3 separate regions of the Gossypium hirsutum genome follow, and regions 2 and 3 are each linked to region 1. A link is a contact called in public Hi-C data. All regions are on one chromosome and are shown on one strand. The core of a region is the stretch at or near the end of the contact, and the rest is flanking DNA. Distances in the headings are between cores, read along the strand shown.

Evidence for each region. A called contact is a pair of places that touch in the nucleus more often than the background predicts.
Region 2: a contact with region 1 is called in a Hi-C map of hypocotyl, with 2.3 times the contacts expected there. The contact joins the promoter of LOC107963155 here to the enhancer-like site in region 1. A contact is called at or near these places in 6 of 34 Hi-C or Micro-C datasets (hypocotyl and leaf).
Region 3: a contact with region 1 is called in a Hi-C map of leaf, with 2.8 times the contacts expected there. The contact joins the promoter of LOC107962187 here to the enhancer-like site in region 1. A contact is called at or near these places in 11 of 34 Hi-C or Micro-C datasets (callus, hypocotyl, leaf and 1 more).

The regions. Positions count from the first base shown.
Region 1 is chrA06:22,375,717-22,380,321 of Gossypium_hirsutum_v2.1, reverse strand. No RefSeq gene overlaps it. Among protein-coding and RNA genes, the nearest start is that of LOC107962189, 51 kb to the right of the region's middle. Within about 2 kb of position 2,626, at least 4 of the 9 cell types and tissues checked have an H3K27ac peak or open chromatin away from gene starts, as enhancers often do. A contact at or near this core is called in hypocotyl and leaf, where this site is marked.
Region 2 is chrA06:22,703,784-22,708,388 of Gossypium_hirsutum_v2.1, reverse strand. LOC107963155 (adrenodoxin-like protein 1, mitochondrial) reads left to right here and starts at 2,186. Exons shown (of 8, transcript XM_041115932.1): 1 at 2,186-2,691; 2 at 2,931-2,998; 3 at 3,858-3,972. It overlaps LOC107962186, which reads right to left and starts at 190. Exons shown (of 3, transcript XM_016898484.2): 1 at 1-190.
Region 3 is chrA06:22,677,579-22,682,183 of Gossypium_hirsutum_v2.1, reverse strand. LOC107962187 reads left to right here and starts at 2,447. Exons shown (of 1, transcript XM_041115568.1): 1 at 2,447-3,410. The coding sequence starts at 2,654. The coding sequence ends at 3,217.

The DNA of each region.
Region 1 (4,605 bases), core at 1,377-3,876:
TATATGAACTTACCTCGTATTTGCTAGTATAACCGTTGTCTACTCGTCTATCTTTCGTTTCCCCTGATCTAATTCCGGTATTTTCTTATCTTGATCTTAATCAAAGATTAAAGTTGCCGAAACCATGGAAGCTCAAAAGCCCTTATTTCTTTCTCAACTCTCGGCAAGAAGATGGATAGAAAAACATGATTTTAATTTTTGTTTTATTATTATAAACTTAATACATAAATTACCATTATAACCTCATAATTAAACTTAATATATCATATAATTCATGGATATAAATGTCCACTAACTTAAATTATGGTTAAATGACATTATAAGGACTTCCATATTAATAAATCATAGCTATTTAATACCTTTAAACAATAGAACTCAACTTTTATGCTTTACGCAATTAAGCATTTAAACGGTAAAATTTTTTTAAGAAACCTTCACATAATTAATCTATCATATTGTAGACTTTATTAAAATAATAAAATAAATATTTTGACTTTGGATTTGTGGTCCCGAAACCACTGTTCCAATTTGACCTAAAAACAAGCTATTACAGTCTCAATGGAGACCCATAGGTGGTCTAGGAAGAATAGAAAATCGATGAATATGTTGTCGGCTTTCGAAGGTCAATTGTTATACACCTATAATATGTTGTTATAAAGAGATAATTGTTGTAAATTTATCATAAATTTTCATCAAATAAAGAAAGTCAAAATTATGTTAAAAAAAGAAAGTAAAATCAAATCAACAAAATTAAAAGATGTATAACAAGTGTATATTATTATTTTTATACATATTTTATTTTACAGTGTTTCACATGATTAATTACGAAACTCATAAATCTAATATGTTTGATTAATTATTATGGGTTATTAAATTAATTAATGTATCAGGATTTATTAAATTCAAGTAATCAATTTATAAGTTTATAATGTTCCAAATTTGTAATAGAATATTTGATTAGGGAACTTAATAATTGATTGAATTGATATCTTTAGTTTCACTCATTGAATGTTATTTTCATTTATTAAAATATGATTAAGAGATTTTTCATTTGAAATTTAAATATTTTATTAAAATAATATTTAATTAATTATGATTAATATGTTTGTTTATATGAAATAACTATAATTTTACTTAAAATGTTCGAGAATATGTTATTATAAAGAACTGATTTAATAAATGAAGTACTTCATAACCGTTGTTGCTATTATAAGTGAAAAACTTTTATAGAGGGTTAAAATAAACATAGAAAATTAGTTCTACTAGAAAGTTGTTACAGTGAAATGTTGTTAAAATATGTGACAGTTATGGATAGAATTGATTGTATTATGTCAATTTTAAAAACATCAATGCCATCTTTTCATTAACTATTTAACGATTAATAACTAAAAAAATTAATTAATTAAATAACTATTTTATAATTTTTTCATAAATAATAAAACAAAATTACTTGTGTAACAATATAGTTTAGCCTAAAAAGTATTAGAGAATTTGAGTTGTGTGATCCTTAACCGAAAGAGGCAAGGTGGAGCATGAAACGCGTTGACGAAGTGAGGCAAAGGACAATAAAAGCAGAGATGGTCGATGAGGCGTAGAAGCCCCCACGTCAAGTGGGCGCACAATCCATTGGGCCCACTTTTATTTTATCTGTATTTGATTTGTAGGAGTAGGCCGATCCATCTCCCGTGATGTGAAGTGCCCCCAGTCGGTGCTCCTCGCTTACCCTCATTTCCCTTTGTCTTCCAATGCCCACTTTTAAGTTGCAATTAATTAATTAATCAAAATAAGACATAATTCGTGAAACTTGGTTGAAAATTAGGTTGGGGAAAGTAATTTTGAGGGCCATCCACGGAAGCGTTTTGTTTGAGTTGAGCATCAAAGGCGGTCCCCAAAATTAAACTCCAAACGAAACATAGTTTTCCAAATAAATATTAAGGAGTACAATATACGGATAAAACACATGGCCCCTTCCCTTTCACTCATTATTAACAATCATTTACGTACAATGTCAACCATTTTTGTTTTATAACAATCTAAGTTGGAAACAATACACGACTTGGATTATTACATTTTAAGTTTTTTTTTTATTCGACAATCAATAATTATATCAATTTTCAGTTGAAATACTTTAACTTAAAACCTTATTTATAGAACATCAAATTTTTACCTAATTAACAAAATTTTAACTTTGACAGTAATTGGGATCATGTCTACATTCAAATTGCCTCTCTTTAGGGAATTAATATAAGTAAGAATGGTTTTTTTATATAAATTGTAGAACGTAATTATTTAATTAATGGCATGTTGCGGTCATGTCAGATTCCGAATCCGACAAGTACATTATTTGATAAATGAACGAGGCATATTTATTTATAAACACTATATTATAGGAGTTCATTAGTACAAAAAAGAATAATATTATAGGAGGTCATTGTGAATCGTGGCTCCCCCACGTGAACCGGAATAATATATAATATCCAAAACATACGTACACAATTAGATTCCAGCAGTGCAACGCAGATGCAGTCTACAAAATTAAAAGATACATAGATGAGAGAACCAAGTGGGGTGAGCTGCACCTGTCCTAACCTACTATTTACTATTACTATTCTTTGTCGGTGTGACGTGACAATGAAACTTAGAATTCAGTTCCTGGGAGGTCCCACCCTAACTTTGCCCTCAAATCCGAATGGACAAAACCGCCATCTCAAGTTGTAAAAACCAACCGTGGTTCTTCTCTAAAAGGGAGAATTGGAGAAGCTGGGGTGGCTGCAATTGCCAGGAACAGCAATGGAGATATTACAGATAGAACCAGCGCGTTGATGCATGTGTCTACGGCATTAGCGGCTGAAGCCCAAGCTATAAGGCTGGGTTCCACACTTGCGTCTGATAACAACTGGCAGTCTGTGGAATTTGAACCCGACAATCTTGCACTCATTCAATGCTTAAAAAAAAGAACCAGTGCCCTTGGGAGATTTTTGAAATTGTTGTAGATATTCTATCGATAGTTTCTAGACTTAATGATGTATCGTTTAAGTTTATCAAAAGGAACTGTAATGGAGCTGTTGACTGGATCGCAGGAAAAACTAGGATTCATTCTTGTCCATCAAACTGGGCTCAAGTTCCACCTGTGGAACTAGTAACACTCTATTAATCTGGTTCCTACTGAATGAAAGATTTGTTGAAAAAAAAATAAACACTTAGAATTCGGCCTTTGATTGTTTATTTTAGTTAATATTTTGATTACTCATCCATTAAATCATTAGTAAATTGTTGGTATGAATTTTTTTATCAGTCTAATAATAAAATTATCTTTTCAATGTTTATAGATTTTATCAATTCAGTATTAATTTTAAAAAATTTAATAAATTTAACCATCAACTTTAAAATTTTGTCAATTTAATTTTGATTCTTAAAAATTCAAAATTAAAATTAAGAAACTTTAAAATTAAAAATGATTTAAATGTTTATTTCCAGCTAAAAAACACATACACAATTATAAAAATACATGTAAAATTATAATAAATGAATAACCATTTTCTCTTTTTCTAACATGAAATTTGATTGTATAAAATAATTTTCTTAAAAATCTCAGAAACAGTACTTAAACTAAATTCAAATGTTTAAATTTTTTTATTCTATAAATAATAATTTGTTTATTATACGCTGCCTTATTCCTTAACTTTTGCCAAATTTGTCAAGTGTTGGAGTTGTGTTCGCCCACAATTACTGGCACTAATAATTTTTATTCTAAACTCCTTGATTTTCACATCCTTTATTATTGTGCCATCATACCAAGAATCAGTTGTGGAGCTCTATGCATGGCCTTCTACCAATTGGGTATTCAAGACCTTATCCTCGCATATATATTCTCAATCATCTATGCCTTCAAACACAACTTCAAACATAACAAACACGTTCCGGCAACAACTTAAAGATATTAAATCTTACCTTTTTCAACCTTAGGCTATAGTTTTTGACCCAACCTAAACATTGTTGTCGTTAATGTTAAAAAAATGAATCTGTTTTAGTCTTATTCATGATTCCCCTAAATTGCTTTATTTATAGAATTATTATTTTAATAAATAAATGTAAATTTTATTTATTTATTTACAAATATTTTTATAATTTATATGTATTATTATAAATTTTTATATATTTTTATTGAAAGATAAACTTTTAAATATACTTTTTTATTTTTAAAATTTTTAAACTCATACTTAATGTAAACTTGCTTACCACTCAACTGAAGGTCTGGAAAACACTATCAATGAATGACAAAAAAAACTCAAATTGCAACGTCTAAAATGTTGTAAAATGAACTATTTAGTGCACTCTAAATTTAACTATGATAATGAAGGAAGAAGGTTCCTTAAATAGGTTGATCCCAAGCTAAATATGGCGATAGGATCATCCTCCTTGAAACAGAGATAGAATAATAGATAAATATTCTTGAAATGCTTGATACTGATCCCGTAATCTCCTTGCTCAAAACCCTTTTATTAAAGAACCCATAATTTCTGGACTCTCTCATATGTCCGTCACTCAACACTCAGAATGTTGTAACATACTATCAGCAATCAATGCATCAACAGTTTGCACTAA
Region 2 (4,605 bases), core at 937-3,436, 330 kb before region 1:
GTTTTGCTGTTTCATTGACTGTCGTATCAACATTTGCTTTGGGTAAGGTGACTGTCGGAGGATGGTGTTTTTTGTTTTTTTGGTTCTTCTATCTCTTTCTTTTAGCTGCTACTTGCATCGGTTTCCATTTCCATAGATTTTAAAGCTCTATTCTCTTATTAATTTAATTAATTAAATACCTTACATTATTTTTATTTTTTTATAAAGTTTGATTAATATACATGATAATTTTGAGAAAAAATTATTTAAAAAAAAAGTAAATTCTGATAATTGTAAATCGAGTGATAAGAAGTTCCTTATCCTTTTAATTAAAATTTAAAATTTAAATTTATTTTTTATACAATATTAAAAGTAAAGATAAGGTGATAGAATTTTAACACTTTTCAAATAATTATTTAATAAAAATTTTAACCACAGGTCAATATAAATGAAGACTTGAGTTTCAATTTTATAGATAAGAAAATAGTTATTGAGAATTTTACCCTCATTGAGGTATCTGTATAAATTAATTTCGAATTTAATGAAGATTTAATAAAATGATAAAATTAGATTTATTTTCTAAATAAGTCTGATTTTTTACTTATTTGGATTTAATAATTTTTAAATCATTCAAATATGGCGAGGATATTTAAGGATAATTTTAAAAAAAGATAGAGTAATGTATAGTTACTTGTAATTTTTATCTTATAATAATAATAATAATAATAAGTGATATTTTTAAAAAACTATTATTTGTGTGGTGGAGTGAGGAGGAGATCGATGGGAAAGAAAAAAAATGAAAACGTACTTGAATAGATCAACTCAACTTTAGATGACGTGTCACCGTAATTGGACCACACATCGCTTTCGATTCTTTGCTTTTCTAACTTTGTGTGCACGTGCAGCCCCCTATTTTATTTTATTTTTTAATTTTAAGTATAATAATTTTTTTACCTTTTAACTTATAAAAATTTTATTTTAGTCCTCAATTTAATTTTTTTATCTTTTTTAGTCTTAAAATTTATATTTTTTATCAAATAGCTCTAAAACAGATAAAAAATTAATTTTACTGACGTGAAATACAAGTAAATTACCACATAAATGACACAAAAGAATTTAATTAATTTTAAAATTTTAAAAAATATATATTAAAAATAATATTTTAAATAATTTTAATGATTTTTAATTTTAAAAATATTTTTATATAATTTTTAAATTTTTAAAAAATTAATTAAATATTGATATGTCGTCTATGTGTATTTCACGTCAGCAAAGTTAAATAATGTTAATTTTTCATTCATTTTAATATAATTTGACAAAAAAACACAAGTTTATAAGTAAAAGAAGCTTAAAAATTAAATAAAAGGTTAAAATAATTTTTTTATAAAATTAAAGGGCCAATAAATAATTATACCTTTATTTATTTTAGAATAAGCGACATCAACAATCATTTTCCTTTAGAAAACAACTTTACTTACACCGTCCAAGTATATATATATATATATATATATATATATTATTTATAAACTATAATATGCTTATTTTAAAATAGCCAAATCATCTTTCCGTTACAAAATTTATACTATTAATTGATTAATTATTTTATAATTTTTATGATTAGATAAAAAAAATAGAAAAAAAAATTAGCATAGATATGTGGCCTGAGATGTAGTTTACGTTTAATTATGATGTCTAAGGTGATGTATGATATATAAGAAAATAGAGTGATGTATAACTTAATAATTAAGTATTACTAAATTTAAATTATAATTTTTTTGACATATTGTTTAAAATTAAATAGTGAATGTAATTCGATTGTTTGATAAATATAAATTTTAAGTTATAAAAAATATTCTACATTTATCCTTAACTTTTAAATATTCCATTTTGTTTTAAACCAAATCAAAATTTAATAAAAATTAAAATAAATTATAAATAGCTATTATCTACTTATCTTTTTCACAGAAAAATTCTATTCAGTTATTTTTATTTTGTATTATCAAATATGTAAGAAATAAATCATTGAAAATATTATATTTCAATTGATTTAACTTTTTCAAAATAAGTATTAATTAAGAAGTTAGAACATGGTAAGCACGAGGGGATGTAGCTCAAATGGTAGAGCGCTAGCCTTGCATGAGAGAGGTACAGCGTTCGATCCCCCGCATCTCCACTGCAATAACATTTTATTTTCCTTTTCCTAGTGTCAAAGTTCCTTCAAACGGCGTCGTTCAATCTCTCATCTTCTACCCGGTAGTCTCTACGGCGCATATTATTCTAAAGAAACTTGTTCATCTAACCTCAGCCAACTGCCCTCGCCGGCGGCCACCATTTGCCTTCAAAACTAGTCAGAGTTTTCGTCTTAACGCGCATTAGAGATCACTGTCCCAGACCAAGTTCCAATTTCCTCTTCTCTCGTTACAAAAGGTCGCTTACTCACTTTTTTCGTTATGTCTTCTTTTCTGGAGATTTAAGTACTTGTCTATATCAATATGCAGCAGCTTAGATGAATACCCAGTTGAACTTTATTGATTAATTCGCTCTACATGCAAGTCCATTTAGACTTTGATGTGTTTGTTAAAGTTTGAAAAATTTTAGCTCTAAAGCCTTCCCCCCCTCCTCCTTAAATAGGGCCTGCTTTTCTATTTCGAGTTATGTTAATTTCTAGGCTTTGTAGAGTTGGATTTCGGGTTGCCAAGGAGCTATCAAGAGGTATACTTTTCTTTTCAATTTGACTTCATTTCTTATGGTTTGAATTTTAGTTTTATTATTTGCTATTGGCAATATTAATATTTAGAGATATTTCTAAATAAAAATGTGATACCCTTTTAGTTACTAAGTTGACAACTTGTTTTGATGATTGTGGTATAGTTTTTAGGCTCCTACAAATGCATGGTTTGTATGAAACTATCTTTTTGAGCAAGATATACACATTGCATTTTTTTTGACAGGTGGATATGCATATATGTCTAGATCAAGATATAAACAAAGGCATTGCAGTCATTACCAGTGGTCTACGGTTAGTGATGATTATTTTCTTATATTTCAATAAAAAATATATATATATATTTGGTAGTTGTTGACAATTGGCCAAGTTATCCTGCCGGTTATGACATGCTTGACCTGTAGGGAATATTGGACTGTGGAGTGTAAATGATGGAAAACATAGCAGTTTATCAGGATTAAAGTGGAAGTTTTAGTTGTGAACTCTAATGAGATTAGCTTCTTTCATGGTTAGCTAGTTATGATATCAGGAGAAGAAATGTGTTAACTATGCTAGTGAATGAGCAAATGATTTTGCTTTAGATAGTCTTGAACATATTCGTTGTTAACATAATGAAATTATTGTAGTTTTTGATGAGCTTATGATGACTTAGTGTAGATCAGTTTTCTTATGAAAGAACGGTCTCTTGTCTTGTCTACAGAAAGGAAATAGTATGGCATTGATTTTATTTTCTAAGGAGATGGAATGATTTGATTAACGTTGGTCATTGTGGCATTATTGGATTTGTCAAAGGGATAGCAAAATAGACTAATAGAGCTTAATCTTGGATGACAGTTACATTAGAAAATATGATTGAACTCAGACAAACATTTGATGAGATCTGGATACTAATAAGCTGGAGGTAACGATAGTTGCCAGGCTATTTAGAAAATAATTTCTGAAACATTGAAGTATGACACATCTATGGTTGGTATTAGTATAAATATTGAAGAACGGCATACATATGATTGATATTATGCTTTCAGATTTGGATAAGAAAGGATTTCAATTATAACTATTTATCTTGAAAAAAATAAAAGATTTCGTGTTCAGCAAATTATTAGGGAAATTTTCCCATCATCTTTTTCTTGTTTATTCAATTCTTTTTGGACAGCTTGAATTACTGCCAGAAACTAGAGCCTTTCAAGGTTCCATATTTCAAAAGCATCATGGTTTTTCTACCTTAGCTTCCGACGGTGCTTCTGCAGGAGCGATGAAGAGAAAGGAACGTAAGTTCTTTTTAAATAAAAATGTAACAACATGGTGTCTATGACCGTGGGATGAAGTAATGGATCTTTTATTTAGTGCTAATCTTCTTAGATTGGTGAATTGCCTATTTAGATTATATAAACTCGCTGATTCCTTTTTGTTTTTTAGAATGGACACAAACATTAAAGAAGAAATACACAAACCTAATTTTGATTTACAACTTGTCATTTTAAGCTATTCTATATTGATACTACTTAGGAAAAGCATTTCTTTGTCAGGACGAAATATTGTTTGACATATTTGGCATGCTTCAAAGCAAACTTGAACTTTAGAGGTCAATTAATGCCTTAGCAAAGATTTTAGGTTGTATAGCATCCTGAACTCCGGAACCCATTAATAGGACTTGCATCTATGTATGCATGAGCCTTCAATTAGTTGTGGATTTTGTTGGTGTGCTTTTCTGGTCTACTGTCCATCTCTGCATGAAGTGGCTCTTCCACTTTTTTAGTTGGTGGGAGATTTAGATTGCATCTTATGTCATTCACCAACTTTGAAAGCGGACTTTGAGTGCCCCCCCCCCCCCCCCACATTTACTCTTTATACACTTAATGGATCCGTATGCACTGCATCTAAAATTGATTTTTTTTTTTTAA
Region 3 (4,605 bases), core at 1,198-3,697, 300 kb before region 1:
AACAATATAAATTTAAAGATTAAAATAGATAAAAAAATAAAATAAAGAGCTAAAATAATTTTTTTTAATAAAGTTGGAGTATCAAATAAATCATTATGCCTAAAAGCAACCTCCATTAAACCATTAAATTTCATAATTAATTAATTAAAAAATATAAAAAATTAAAATATTTATTAAAAAATAAAACAAGTACAATAATTGATTATTTATCTCAGTTTTATTTTTATTTTTTCATCTATTCACAAAGGATTTAGTTTATATTCAATTTTATGTGATTGGTTGAGCCACTTAATCCTGATTTGATTGATAGATTTGATTCAATTCTAACATAAAAAAAAGAGTTATAAATATTTATTTTAAAATTTTAAAATTTAAATTTTGAATAAATAATTTATTTATACAAATAAATAAGGTCTGTTTTTTTTATATATAGGATTAAGGTATAATTTTAGTTTTTTGAAAAAAGAAAAAATAGAGAGTAATCTATTTTAATTGAATATAATTTTATCTCTTTATTTTAAAAATATTATTAATAGAGTTATTTTCACGTATAAAAGAAAAACATTCATTTCATAACAAGGATTTGATTACAACAATTCTAACTTGTTCGAGTACTTGGAATTCCAGTCAATAAGTCTGACATATTGCTTGTTTTAGTGGCTTTAGCCTCCCGGACCCATTCTACAGTCATGTCGTATTTGCGATTACAATGCACAAAGGAAACATACATACAAAAGGACAAAACCATCCATATGTGGTGGAAGATGGGATACAGGCATTTTCTTTGAGAGCGACAAGTCTTATCATTTTGAGTCATCCATTCTTACAGAAAATGTCTTCCCCTAATCTTATTGCTTGGTCCTCAACAACCAATGCGAGGATTTTGTCATTTCTTTCATCCCCTAATCTTACTGCCCTTTTGTTATGAGCACTAAAATTTTGAAGGTCTAACATCTAGGGCTGCTAACACCTTACAATTCGCCAAGCATCTATACGTGTAACTTTCATCACCAGCATCTCCGCCCGCCGTCGCATGACCGAAGTCCCCACCGCTCAAGGCCTATCGTTTTTACCCTTTTCCAATGGCTACGAAAACGGAGTCCAAGCCGGTGATGACACAGACCATTACCTGTCTGAACTTAGGCGACGAGGCAAAGAAGCCATCTTCGAGTTTATAACAAGCAGTAAGAACGAACGCAAACCATCACTTGCATTGTCTACTCCTTGTTCCTTCATTGGGCCACGGAGTTGGCGCGTAAACATCACATCCCGACATCTTTATTTTGGATTCAACCCGCCACCGTTTTTTGCATCTACTATTTTTACTTCAACGTATATGAATCCGCCATTAAAGCCCAAGCTAATGAAACAAACCCCAAGTGTTCTATAAAATTACCAAGTTTACCGCCACTCGCCACCCGCGACCTTCCGTTGATCGTCCTTGCTTCAAACGTTTACCATTAGGCACTGTTGTTGTTCCAAGAACAAATAGACGTCCTCGCCGAAGACATTTAGTGCTTTGGAACACGAAGCATTAAACGCCATTGAAAAGTTCAAAACTGTTGGAATCGGACTTTTAATCTCATCTTCGTTCCTTAACTCAAAAGACCCATTGGATAATTCCTTGAGAACAGATCATTTTCAATCCGATTCAAAAGATTGCACGAAGCATTAAACGCATGTTTTTTATATTAACGCTGAGTGAACGGTAACTGCAGTTATAACCAAATAAAACAATCCTTCCACGTCTTGAAATTGAGAAACTGTGATTTTATGTCGTGATACTATCTTTTTATGTTACTTTTTTTTTTATTGAAAATGGACAATGATATTATGAAATAGTTTCATATTATCAATTTCTTTTTAAAATTTGAGTGGAGGGCCCAAGGGAGGAGATATTTTCCATACTTAAGTCATATATACAGGAAGGGTAAATTACTTAAGTCCAAATTACAACTTTTTAGAAGTTTACAAAAATAACTATTAAATTATTAAATTTTTTTTATCTAAATCATTTAATTATTAAAATTATTATTGTATTATCTTTTCTGTTCACATTGTTTCTACTAATAGAATGTTTTTTTTTCTCTTTCTCTTTTATAAATTAATATTTTTATTAAACTATTTTGAGTATCATGAATTTAAATTAAAATTTAAATAATTTAGTAATTTAAATAAAAATTTTAAAATAATTGAATGATTTAAATAAAATTTTTTAAATAATTTAATAAATTATTTAATAATATTTTAAAATAAAATAATTAAAATATAAATTTACTAATAATTTAATTAACTTTTCATTACAATTTACCCTAGAAATCGTTATATATTCTGCTGCAGTAAACGAATGGTCAGCTTTTTACGAGAAGGGCAAGGGACGGTAAATATCAACCCTCCTGATTTCACACCTGCCCATGTTTTTTAATTGGGTATAAGTAAATGGATCAATCTTAGCAAATTAGCATCTCCATTAATCTCCTCAACTTGCTCTCTCCATCTATGGCCTAGCTTTCTTTGTCGTGTTCTCTTTCTCCTCTACGTTACCATTTCTATAGGCCTCTGATTTTTAGTTTCCCTTATAAAACACAGAAACAGAACCAAGACTAGAATATCTTCAGACAGCCGAATTTTAGAGTTGGCGGACCAAACAAAAATGAATCAGGTGTTGGAATCTCCACTCGAAGCTTTGGCATTTAACTATGTGAGTTTTGGGATTTTCACGGTTATTCATAATCTGTGGACGTGGATTGCTGTTCTCACTGCTGCGGTTAGTTTTTGGAGGATAAGAGCCGTCGTCGGCGCCTCCGTTCAAAGTAATGACCAGAAGCTCTCGGTGTCTATTTCTGATCGTGCCCATGATGAGTCTCGACCGATTCTCGGCGCCGATGAAAAGCCGACCCCTTCAGCTTCAGTTTCAACTCCCCCGGCCCCTCCAGCTTCCGTCTCAGAAACAAGCGGTTCGCAGTTGGTGACCAAAGGAGGAAAAATCAAGTTGACTGTTTATTACGTGGATGATGACGTAGACGTCGACGGTGGGATGACGGTAACGGAATGGAGTGACGGTGGTGAAGGGAGGTGCTGCGGGGAGTGGTGGGAGAGTTGGGAAAGAGTGTTGAGGTTGAGGAAAGGGGAAGCAGGGTGGTACCGTTATCAGGATTTGACGGCGTTAAACGGCAACGTTGTTAGGTTATGGGATGAATCATGCAGGAGGTGGTGAAGAAGGTAAAGCTGAAGCTGTGCTGTAATGGCGGTTGGTGGTGGTGGCATTTTAGGAATTTAATGTAGATGGTATAATGTTTTTAATTGTTTTTCCTTTTAATTATTTGTGTTAATGACATTGGGTTTAAGGTTGGGGATACTTGTAAATATATTTGTCGGAAATAACAAGCTTTAGAAAATCCAAAAGCAAATGCTTCTAAGGTTACAATAATTTTCCTACTCTTTGCTAATTATTTAGCATTATCAGATATTATGAAATATTATAACCCAAATTTAATTTGATTTTAGGGGCCTAAGTCTCTCTTGAATTTGGAAGTTAACATAAGAATAATATTACATTTTAATAGTTAATTGACTAAACTATAAGATGATAATTTAACAAACAAAATGTAAATAACTCAATTTTTAGTTGTACTAAAGCTAAAATAATTTTATAATTTGAATAGTCCAGTAATTTAGAAAGCGAGAGCATCTCGGAAGTGGTCACCTAAGGAAATAGTAGTCATTAATTCTGGTATCAAAATTATATATGATTTGAAGTATAATATTGGGGCAACACTGATGATGTTAAGGAATTCTGGAATTAATAAGTTAAAGTGAACACATAAATTGGTGTTGAAGTGAACATAAGTAGACAACCTCTTTCCAAAATTGCTACCACAATAACAAATAAATTAAAGGCTCAAAAAAGAAAAAGGTAGGAGCAGTTGGGAAATAGTAATTAAATGGGTTTGAGGGATCATGGGAAAAAAAAACCAAGATGTGATATAAATAAATATGTAGTAGTGGTAGTACGTACTAGTGTTTGTTGATAATTTAGCACACCGGAGAATAATGCCTATATTTTCTCCATAATCCTTCTTAGTTAATTTCACAATAAAACAATATTAAAACTAGGGAATCAAATTGCCTGGATGCCCATATACCAGCACGATAGCATTAACTAGTTAGCCTCTAGAAAGCTTGGTTAGAAATAAACAAAATTTGAGTTTTATAAACTATGCTGAGAAAATTATGATTTTCAAAATTTATAAATATTTGATATTGTTATTGATATATTCATACTGAAATCTTTTATAGTTACTTATTTTTAATTTATTTTTTAAAAAAAATGTTAAAATAAACAAATGAAACATATGATAATTTTTTATTCACATTTGTATAGTTTATCTTAGTAAAATTTACATAAGTGAAGATAATAAATTTATTTCATTTAAAAGTCAACTTCTACTTTAAAGAGTTCTACTTAAAAAGATTCAACTTTAAAGAGTATTTGATGAAGTTTTATATCTTATTAGGTCGAGTTATAAATTGTTACAAATTAGAGCTTCTTATTAATCTTTCTATCAACTTGTAGGCGAAAATGTGATATTTTGGAATCATAAA